3 separate regions of the Sus scrofa genome follow, and all the other regions are linked to region 3. The links are chromatin contacts, called in public HiChIP or PLAC-seq maps. All regions are on one chromosome and are shown on one strand. The core of a region is the stretch at or near the end of the contact, and the rest is flanking DNA. Distances in the headings are between cores, read along the strand shown.

Region 1 (3,412 bases), core at 820-3,319, 320 kb before region 3:
TAGAAAGTGGGAAAGCACGTGTTTTAGAACAGTATTGTGATATAATCTCATTTCTTAAATTGAAGAAGTACATGAAAATTTCTCTGACCTTACCTGAACATACCTCCCTCACACACGCACACCTTGCCTCGCTATCCGTGAGGAACTGGCTCCAGGCGAACACCAAAGCCTGCAGATGCTCAATCCCCGCCTTTAAAACTGCGCAGTGCAGGCGCACCATAGTCTGGCCTCTGCGTCTGCAGGGTACGCATGCGCCTTTCAATTTGCTCTGCTGCTGGTCAAATGCGCAGATGTGGACCCCCCAATACGAGTGCTGCCTGTGTGGGTTTGTTTTTTTTTTTAATTTTATAATGATTTTTTTCCCCATTATAGCTGGTTTACAGTGTTCTGTCAATTTTCTACTGTACAGCAAAGTGACCCAGTCACACATACATGTATATATTCTTTTTTTCTCACATTATCATGCTCCATCATAAGTGACTAGATAGAGTTGCCAGTGCCTGACTGTGTTTTTAAGTCTAGAGGGAGACTCACTAAATTAACAGTGTTTACTGTAAGGCGAGGAAAAGTTTCAAAACCCGATCTTAACTCTTCTCAAAGTGGGATTCCTAAGGGGATAAGTTTGGAAGCAGCAAGGCTCAGTTTCACCTGGAATGTATCAACACACGCCCCCCTGCAGTTCATAGCCCCTGTACTCTGTTGAATTGTGCAGTGGCAAATCCTTGTTGATAGGTTTTCGCTGATACCCAGAGGAGGAGGTTTCATTTTCTGCTATAGTACACACTGCTGTATTATTTAAATTCAGTATGACACCATGCACACCAAGCGCACATCACCTATCTGTCAAAATTTAGTTCATCTCCATACTGAGCATCTACTATTGCCCCGTACTAAGTGCTGGGAGAGAGAGGCAAAGATGGATAAAAATCCCTGCCCCCAAATATCACAGCCCATGGCCAAGAGTATCATTTTTCAGGAATTCTCTTTTGGCTCAGCGGGTTAAGGATCCCGCAGTTCTCACTGTGGCAGCTTGGGTTGCTGCTCTGGAGCAGGTTTGCTCCCTGGCTGGGGAACTTCCAAATACTCCAGGCAGGGCCAAAATATATTTGTAAAATTATTTAGTTGGATCACCCAGCTTGGTCATGTCAATTTGGTCTGAAAAACTGTTGACTCTTTACAAATATCAAAATCTTCCCCAAAGAACAGAACCCTAGAAAATTCTCAACATGAGGAATGGAATAGGAAAGTCTAGAGCAAAAATAGCCGATAAAGTCCTTGCTTGCCGGGGAGGCTTGGCTAGGACTCTCATTTATATGCTGTGTAAATTTTGGCACCAAAATAGAAGTCAACCTTATTTTCTTAAAACTGTAGTTCATAGTTCCATTGCAACCCCTTTTTCTTAAAACAAGTATTTTTGTAACACTGCCCTTACTATCCGGAACTGAAATTCACAGCTAGTATAATATACCTACGAAAAATTTTTTCTAAAAATCAGCATATTGTTCTGGCATATAAAGGAAAATAAGACACAGTCAACAGTATAATATGTATGTCATGGGAGTTCCCCTGTGGCTCAGTGGTAACAAATCTGACTAGCATCTGTGAGTACTCAGGTTCCATCCCTGGTCTCGCTCAGTGAGTTAAAGGATCTGGCGTTGCAATGAGCTGTGGTATAGGTTGCAGATAGGGCTCTGATCAGGTGTTGCTGTGGCTGTGGCATAGGCCGGCAGCTGTAGCTCCCATTCAACCCCTAGCCTGGGAACTTCCATATGCTGAGGGTGTGGCCCAAAAATGCAAAAAAAAAAAAAAAAAAAGTATAATATGTATTTCAGTATGAAAGTGCTCAGCTGATTCAAGAATCAGTGAGTAGTCAAATGTTTGTACCTACTTTTCATGAATTTTACTTTTCATGCCTGGATTTCAGAGGAGTTAGACCACATTTAACTGAATATTGTTGACCCTTTTACCTTATACTTGCTATTTCCAAATAAGGGCTAGACAGGCATACAGAGACTCTCCATGAATGAAATAGCTAAAAGTGAAGACTGATGCAATTATGTGGCTCTGGTGACTCAGATCTTGAGAGTGGTGCTGCCATTAATGACATAATTTTCCAAAATGGCAAAGTACTCTTGGTAAAGTGCTAGAGACTTCCTTCCATTTTTATAACAGTGGCATTCCTGGGAAGCTCAGTGGCTGGTGGAAAAAAAAATTAGGATCTATGCTCAGAAAATGAAAAATAAGTTCTCACTTGTGTCAGTTGTGGGGCATTTTAAATCCTGACAGGACACAAGACAACTCTTTGCCCCACAGGCCTGTCTCACCCTGCTCCCCAAAGCCAGAAAGCCACAAGACTTCCCCATCTCTACCCCCACAGCCCTGCAATCCTTGTAAAAACCAAAAGCAATGTCACAAGGAAACCTCGCCTAAGGATGGTGCCATCCCCATTGAGAAACACTTCCTTGCCATCACAACCCTTAAGAGAATTTCAGGTCTTTTGGTCACTCTTTGGGTTACCAAGGGGCCTACTCTGAACCCTATCACCCAGATGGGAGTCAGAGGGTCAATAGGAGTCAGAGAAGCAGCAGTCAGGCAAGTGGAGGGGCCTGAGAAGAATTGATGGTGACTCTGGAGAGAAGAGATATGTCCCTGTGAATGACAGGCTGAACCTCAGGCAGTGGGCGACACTCCAGCTCCAGAGAGCACACCTTACTGATGGCAGGAGGGCACACAGCCAGCAGATGACAGAACAGAGAGAGGCCTTGCATGTAAGAACAAGAAGGTGAGCTGAAGCCACAGGAAAGCATGGGCCCTGGAGCACCCACAAGGCCACCCACAAGACAAGACCCCAGTAGGAGGATCACAGTCTAAGGACAGTTCCAGAAATTGACAGAGAGCTGAATAGAGGGAACAGAGGGCATTGGCTAAGAACTTGGGCTCTGGGAACAGATGGGTTCAAATCTCAGCCTTGCCACTGCTGAGAAGTGTGACTTTGGGCCAGTGGTTTGACCTCTCTTTGCCATCTGTGAAATGGGCACCAACAGCAGTCCCTACCATGCAGGGTTGTTCTAGGGGTGTGATGACATCATAGGGAAGATGCTTAGCAGGCTGCTTGGTGGCCAGCAAGCTGTTCAAGAGCAGGATTCTGTCCAGCTCTGCTGCCCTTTGAACCTGGAGAACTTCACATGGAGGAGCCACAGTTCAGTTTTAGTCAAGGGAACCAGGGGTGCATGTGGAAGGCAGCCATTCTCCCTGTTATGAAGGAGCCAGTTTCTGGGTGGAGGTAGGAAGGGGGGCTTGGTTCTTTTATGTGTGTGTGTGTGTTTTGTCTTTTTTTAGGGCCACACCCATGGCATATGGAGGTTCCCAGCTAGGGGGTCTAATGGGAGCTATAGCTGCCAGCCACAGCCAC
Region 2 (3,719 bases), core at 1,117-3,616, 300 kb before region 3:
CTCTCGTGGTGTAACCCAACTGGTAGAGGTTTTACGTCAGTCTACTTTCTTCCCTTCTGTAAGTGGAAAGACCTAGTTATAATAGAGATTAATTTTTCCACTGAGGTAAATTGTACTACCACCCCAAATTAGATTGCAGAAGCACTTACATGCAGTTTGGTTTTAAACAAATTTTCCACCCCAATGCAAAAATGCTATTTGGCATATTTAGAATCTTTCCCCTTCTCACAGTAAAGGTTTTTTTTTTTTTTTTTTTTTTTTTTTTTCATGACAACTGAAATTCCCATTATTCAACTATCTACTAAGTGCTTTGAGAGTTGGAGATGATTCTAGCTGATGAAGCATAATTTCTGTTTTATGGGTAGCTTTCAGCAATGTAGGCCCTGGTGTAATCTGATTTAATGCTCATTAATTGAATTGCTCTACAGTTTACTGTTTGAAGCTCAATGCATATTTTCAAAGGCAGCTCCATTTCCTCTTAAGCCCTGACACCATTTTTCTATCCCTCCCAATCTGTAAGTTAAATGACTCACAATTTCTTCCAAGGGTCCTTAGCCCTGAGCAAACAGGAGGGGATCCTACTTGTAAACTTTCTCTCCCACTGCTGACATGGAATGGCCACCTGATTTGTTTTTACAGGATAAGTCCCCAGCAAGCACCATCTAAAAAGACAGAGCAAACCCTAAAAAAGTGCTTCTCGAAGTGTGGTCCCTGGACCAGCAGTGTCAGTAGCACTTTTGATTAGAAATGCATACTCTGGGCCCCACCCCAGACTTGCAGAATCCAAACCTGCATTTGAATGAGATCTCCAGTTGATTGATCAATAATGAAAACAAGGCAATTGCTTTAGTGAAAAGGACCGTGAAGTATATAAAAGAGAATGACGTAACAGTGACTGGGAAGAGGCTACTTCCCAGAGCAGCTATTCTCAGACTTTTTGGTCGCAGGCTCAAATTGCACTCTTAAAGACTGGTGAGGATCCTAACCAGCTTTGTTTATGTGGGTTCTATCTATCAGTATTTACCATGTCAGAAATGAAAACTAGTAATATTTACAAACATTGTTAATTCACCTTAAAATAATAAACTTTGGAAATTCCCATTGTGGCTCGGCGGTAACAAACCTGACTAGTACCCATGAGGACTCAGGTTTGATCCCTGGCCTTGTTCAGTGGGTTAAGGATCTGGTGTTGCCGTGAGCTGTGGTGTAGGCCGGCAGCTGCAGCATCAATTAGACCCCTAGCTTGGGAACTTCTGTAGGCTGCAGGAGCAGCCCTAAAAAAAGAAAAAAAAAAAAAAAAAAAAAATTAAAATAAATAAATCTTACCTATATATAAAACATATTTTATTAAAATGGTCATATTTTCTATTTTTTCTTTCCTTATTCTTTTTAAAAAATTTCATTAGCCTTATTTTCTAAAACTAAAAGAATTAATAAGAAGAGTGACATAGGTTCACATGCTTGCAAATCCCTTTAAATGTCTGCCTTAATAGAAGAAGTCTAGATACTCATACCTGCTTCTGCATTCAGTCTTTTGGAGCATGATATGTCATGTGAACTCTGGAAAACTCCACTGCACACATAAGAGAGAAATAGTGAAAAAGGCAAATACCCTCCTAGTTTTGCTATAAAAATAGTTTTGAGTTTGGGTATTCCCCCACCCCACCCCCACACACAGAGGGTGGGTCCTGGACCACACTTGGAACTGGTGATGTGTTGTGATATAGCAATGGAGAAAGGCCTCACAGTGTGGGGGCGTGTAAAGAGCCATCTCCATGATAAAGAGTGGGATGACTTCTCACTTTAAAACAACCCTAGAGGGAGTTCCCCTTATGGCCCAGCAGGTTAGGAACCCGACTTGTATCCAGGAGGTTTTGGGTTTGACCCCTGGCTTCGTGTTGACCCCAGCTATGACGTAGGTCACAGATTTGGCTCAGATCTTGAGTGGTTGTGGCACAGGCTGGCAGCTGCCTAGTCCGGAAACTTCCATATGCCACAGGTACAGCCCTAGAAAGAGGAAAACAAACCAAAAACCCCCCAAAACCTAGAGATCGTTCAATGAGGGTGTCAATTCGACTTTTGGTTCCGACTTGGACCTAAAGGAGCTGCAAAACAAATGACAGGTCCCTTGTCCTCTCTGAGCCTCGGTTTCCTGGTCTGTCTTTTTTTTTAGGAGGGTGAACTCTTAATATTACAGCCCCCACTCCACCACCCACCTCCCTCCCTTTGGGAGGTCCCAGCGGGAACTTTAGAGCAACCTTATCTTCTGCCCAGCAGAGGGCGATGGAGACCAGCTCTGGCTGCACCATCTCCACCCCGGAGGCCCTTTACCGCCTTGCTGTGTAGAGACACAAGGTTCCCTCGTGATCCGGGCGGTTTACTTGGCATCATCTGGCACCAGGTATCTCAGGCAACCTGGGCCCTCTCCGGGGAGCGGTTGAGAGCCGCCAGAGCCCTTCCCATTGATCCAAACGTGGCCAGGTTGGGAGGCTCGGATTTTCCTGAGAAGTCTGGGAAGAGCAGAGGGGGAGAACTGGTTTGGGCATTTCCCCGCCCCCCCCCCCCCCCTCCACTGGGCCTGTCAGTGAGAAAGCACCCAGGAGCTGTTGACTCTGCACAGGGAAAACCAGGCGGGGTGGCCGGAAGGGAACAAGACGGAGCGCAGCGCCAACTCTCCCCCGGGGCTGCCTGCCTGCAGGCACGGGGCTGCGCTTGCATCAGCGCTGCCAAGGCTGGGGCCAGGGCCGCCCGCGACGTCAGCCGCCTTCCCAGAAGAATTCCACCGCCTGCGGCCTGGGGCCGGCCCGCGTGGGGGCGGGGGCTTTTGGTTTCGGAGGATGACACCACTTGCTTGCTGCCTCTCCTCGCCCGCACTCCGTTGTCATGGAGACGACAGCATCCTGGTAGCCTTGGCGAAGCCAACCCGCCCTCGAGAAGTGACCCGGAGCACGGCCCACTCAGGAAACCACTGGCTCTAGGATGCTCGCGCAGGGGGACAGGGCTGCGCCTCCCGGATTTTCCCCTGGGGGCGCCCTGCAGGGCCACCTTCCTTATTCTACAGGATTATCAAGATCTCGAAGCACTCTCACCAAGTGTCTAGAAACATCCCTGGGCGGGGAGGCGCGCGCGGGGCGGGAGGGGGGTGAAATCGGAAGACCAAAAAGGAGCCCTAAAACAACCTGTATGAGGCAGAACTGATTTTTCAGTCCTTTAAGTTTTTGCTTTTTTTTTTTTTTTTTTTTTTCTTTTCTTTCAAGGAGCAGTTTCTAATGATTATCTTCAAAAGATTCTCTGGCTGAAGCTACCCTCAGTGAAGCAGTTTGTTTTAGTTCGCTTTGGCAAGCTAATTGAGCACCTAGACTGTGCCAGGCTAAGGGAGTGGGGGTTGATAATAATAGTGGGGCGTTGAACACGTTCAACCAGACATAGAAGTGAACTCATTTATTCTTTCCCACAACCTTAAGAGGTAGGTCTTGTCCCATTCTAGAGAAGAAAACTCAGAATATCCAGTAAATCTGAGACCGATTAGGGGGTAAAATCAGAACTGAATCCTAAACCAGAGATCTTAACCATTACCAAGCAGCCTCTGGAACCATGAATTAAAATGGTGGGTATGACCTTTAGTCTCTGGAACCAAGACTGCATTTTTTTACTGCGCGGAGACCATGCATTTAATTTTTAATTCTGTGTGAATAATAACTGAGAAGGTCAGGACAAAA
Region 3 (3,470 bases), core at 415-2,914:
ATACTTACTACATTTTGCAAGTCTAAACTCCTGTTAGAAACACTGGTGGCTGAAAATGTCAATAGTTTATTCATTTAGAGAAAAGAAGCATTAGTAATTACCAGGGGACCAATAATTTGTATGAAATGAAAACCCTGATGTTACTTGAGGTCAAAAACTTTCTAGTAGTAAAACAGCTACTACCATTCATGAGAAAAATAGATTTTTATATAAGCTGAGATATCCATTTATATTTAATTGTTGGAGTCTGAATTTCTTTGCAAAGCTCTTTGAATAATAACTTAGATAAAAAACAGCTTAATAAAAATCCTATAGTAGATTACAGAGCAGCCAATATATAAAATAACTACGCTTTCTTTTCAAGCAGGGTCTAGGAACCTGAAGATGTTCTCTGAGTTATAGGGAGATTCAGGCTAAATTTTAAAGATGTTTAGCTATGGGTGGTTATTTTTTTTTTAAATGTGGTTTGATCTGTAAATTAAAAGCAGAGTTTAGTAGGCATTACACACACAGAATGGTTGCAAAGTCCTGATTTTAAAGTTTATTAACTTTGAATACATAAGTTTATTAGCTTATGAAGGACACAAAAATCACATGAAATTATATTCCACATTATTTTGTTGATCCTTTTTAAATTTTTAAAAATTTTTTATTTTTATTATTTTTTTCTTTTTAGGCATATGGAGGTTCCCAGGCTAGGGGTAAAACTGGAGCTGCAGGTGTAGGCCTACACCATAGCCTGAGCAACACCAGATCTGAGCTGCATCTGTACCTGTGCCCCATCTGCCTCCTACACCAGATCCTCAACCCACTGAGTGAGGTCAGGAATCGAACCCCCATCCTCACAGACACTATGTCGTGTTCTTAACCTGCTGAGCCACAACAGGAACTTATTTTGGTGAACCTTACTAATATATATTTTTTAATATTTACCACTCTTGGTAAATATTGCTGGCTCATTGTATTTAAGGGACACAATAGTTAAAGATGTCTTTAATTCCTAAATGATCATGACTGAATTATGTGCCGACCTTCTTTGCCCAGCCCCCACCTTGCCGTCCTAGGTCATAGTTCTCTCTTTTTCTTAGGCAGTGGACCAAGACAAGTGGACTGACCACTGGCTTTTCACGGATCTGACTCGTTCCTCCAGGGCCTGACACAAACCACAGGTGATGCCAGTGCCCAGTGGACCAGATCCAACCACCCTGAAGACTCAGGAGAGGGCAGGGCAACAGAGCAACCCTGGATATCCCAGCAGGGTATGAGTCATGGGACAAGCTCCATGTAAGGGGCAACAAATAGGAAAACTGAGCCAGGGAGACAGCATGGCAGTAACACCTGCCCTTGTGTCCTGAGAACCCAGTTCAAAGAACACATCATGTACTTGATTGACTAATACCCACTGGTTTGCCCAAGAAAGGTTAGTGCTTTGGCTCTGGGTTCATTTCACCCTTGAAGGAGTAGGCCTATCCCCGCTCCTTTTTCAGTCAAACAGGGGCAGTCAAGAGATTATCAAAGGCATTATCCAAAAGCCTTAATGAGATGGGACAAAGTTATACCAATAACCAAACTGGAAGGAACAGAAATCATTTAGTGCCCCCCACTGCCTTCTACAGTGAATGGTTAAGTAGCCTTTTCCAGCAGCCAGAGTGCAGGGCCAGAAGCATCACATGTAAGTGCCAGGAGGTGCTGGACCTCCTGACTAACCCAGGTTTCTAGACTGTCTTCCTCGGTTGCGTGGCATTTCCCACACTTGCTTAGCATATTTTCACTTTCACAAAGGGGATGGAATGGTGGCACCAACCAGACTGGAAAGAAATGTCATCTTGCCTCCTACCCTCTATCTGCTCTGTGGGACCAATTTCTTTACCAGCTGAAAAGGGATCTGAGCTACAGCTTAAGAACCTCCTCTAAACTCTGGTAACTCTTTGATAGTGACCTCCACCTGCTGCCCTCTACTGCCCTGGCCCTCTCCATGAGCCTTCTCACAGGCAATGTGACAACATCTCAGATCCGCCACCTGCCAGGAGCTAAAGCAGTGTCCTCCCTGCCCGATAGGCAGGGAGAGGCAGCAGAGAGCACCTTCTACAGGGCCCCAAAGACCCTGCTATGCTTTTCTGCCGAACCACAGAGACTCAGCCAACTCCTGGTACTTCCACTTTCCATGTCATACAAAGAAAACTTAAGAGAAATGAAAGTATAATCGCAATGTGCAAAACTCACTGGAGTGGAGACACAAAGTGTTCCTTAAATATGTCGGTTATAGAAAGCAACAGATATTCTCACAAGAAGAGAAAATTGTGGCCTCCGCATTTTAAAAATCAAGTTTCATGCCCCAAAGTGCAAATATATTCACAGCTGGTTAGGGCTCCTAGTGGGTTTTATCTTATTATGGAGAGTGAATTTCTAAAACTAGGATCATGTTTTTTAAACTTTGTTTTTCTTTTTGGCCACACTCACAGCATATTGAAGTTCCCAGGAATCGAATCCAAGCTGAAACTGCGACCTACACCACAGGTGCAGTAACGCCAGATCCTTAACCCACTGCACCACAGAGAGAACTCCCTTAAACATTTCTTAAACTTCACTTTAAGAAAAAGAAAGATCTTGTGGAATAAATGGTTATTATTCACTTATCTGACAAGTATATTCTCTCTTATGCTCCCCTCTCACCTTTTTTTTTTTTTAAGACCTACCTAGGTGCCTTCACAGGTGTTGTGAGGCCAGTCATATTACTTCCCACTTGTACCCCACTTCTTTGCTTTTATTATTTATGTTTATAAACTCTTTTCTGTCCAGTTTCCTCCACAAAATTCCTCCTGAGTTATCAACACTTCTTTTGAAATAAACAACATTTATTCAAGTTTTAACTTAAATTTATTTTTACCAATTTAAAGCAACATTTAAAAGCTTTGTGCCCTGGGGGCAGTGGGGGAGTGTATACTGCAAAAAAGTCTGTGTACCTTTCTGCTTTATTTTTTTCTTATTCAAAGACTCACATGTTAAATTGCTCTAATATTAATGATACATCTTGCTTAGGTTAGAAAGCAAGATTCTGACAGGCTTTTATAATTCTGGTTGTCACTATTCCTTTTGACAAGGAAGGCTGTGATTTAATTATTAAGGCTTCTTCACAAAGATGAATAAATGTGTTACTGGGTATTTTGGTAAGTCAATGATATCAGTATATTTACCTACTGGGAACATGCTGATAAAAATTGTTTAAAGACAATTGGTGAAGAGTATTACCTTCATATGAAGACTGGTGAGATTTAAACTCAAGTCCATGTTTTTGTTCTGTTTTGTTTTGTTTTGCTGGCAGCAGAAAGGAAGAGCAATGGGGCTGTTTTTATCCCACCTGGTCCAAAATCAGGGGTGTGAGGGGTGTTTTCTGTACAGTTTTATTCACAGCATGTGCTGAAAAGTCTCTTGCCCCAGGAATGGACCATTTCACAACCCAATTAGAAAAG

The links. HiChIP or PLAC-seq counts read pairs in DNA pulled down with a chosen protein or histone mark.
Region 1: a contact with region 3 is called in an H3K27ac HiChIP or PLAC-seq map of alveolar macrophages, with 6 times the contacts expected there. The contact joins two enhancer-like sites. A contact is called at or near these places in 8 of 47 Hi-C or Micro-C datasets (alveolar macrophages, blood, embryonic fibroblasts and 2 more) and 2 of 2 datasets of contacts at active chromatin or transcription factors (alveolar macrophages and skeletal muscle).
Region 2: an H3K27ac HiChIP or PLAC-seq map of skeletal muscle shows a contact between it and region 3. The contact joins two enhancer-like sites. A contact is called at or near these places in 1 of 5 promoter capture datasets (liver), 32 of 47 Hi-C or Micro-C datasets (adipose tissue, alveolar macrophages, blood and 16 more) and 2 of 2 datasets of contacts at active chromatin or transcription factors (alveolar macrophages and skeletal muscle).

What each region holds. Positions count from the first base shown.
Region 1 is chr13:61,596,983-61,600,394 of Sscrofa11.1, reverse strand. No RefSeq gene overlaps it. Among named protein-coding and RNA genes, the nearest start is that of ARL8B, 42 kb to the left of the region's middle. Within about 2 kb of position 2,069, at least 4 of the 83 cell types and tissues checked have an H3K27ac peak or open chromatin away from gene starts, as enhancers often do. A contact at or near this core is called in alveolar macrophages, where this site is marked.
Region 2 is chr13:61,571,103-61,574,821 of Sscrofa11.1, reverse strand. No RefSeq gene overlaps it. Among named protein-coding and RNA genes, the nearest start is that of BHLHE40, 45 kb to the right of the region's middle. Within about 2 kb of position 2,366, at least 66 of the 83 cell types and tissues checked have an H3K27ac peak or open chromatin away from gene starts, as enhancers often do. A contact at or near this core is called in alveolar macrophages, liver and skeletal muscle, where this site is marked.
Region 3 is chr13:61,273,750-61,277,219 of Sscrofa11.1, reverse strand. All of the region lies in intron 39 of ITPR1 (inositol 1,4,5-trisphosphate receptor type 1), which reads right to left. Among named protein-coding and RNA genes, the nearest start is that of ITPR1, 210 kb to the right of the region's middle. Within about 2 kb of position 1,664, at least 14 of the 83 cell types and tissues checked have an H3K27ac peak or open chromatin away from gene starts, as enhancers often do. A contact at or near this core is called in alveolar macrophages, liver and skeletal muscle, where this site is marked.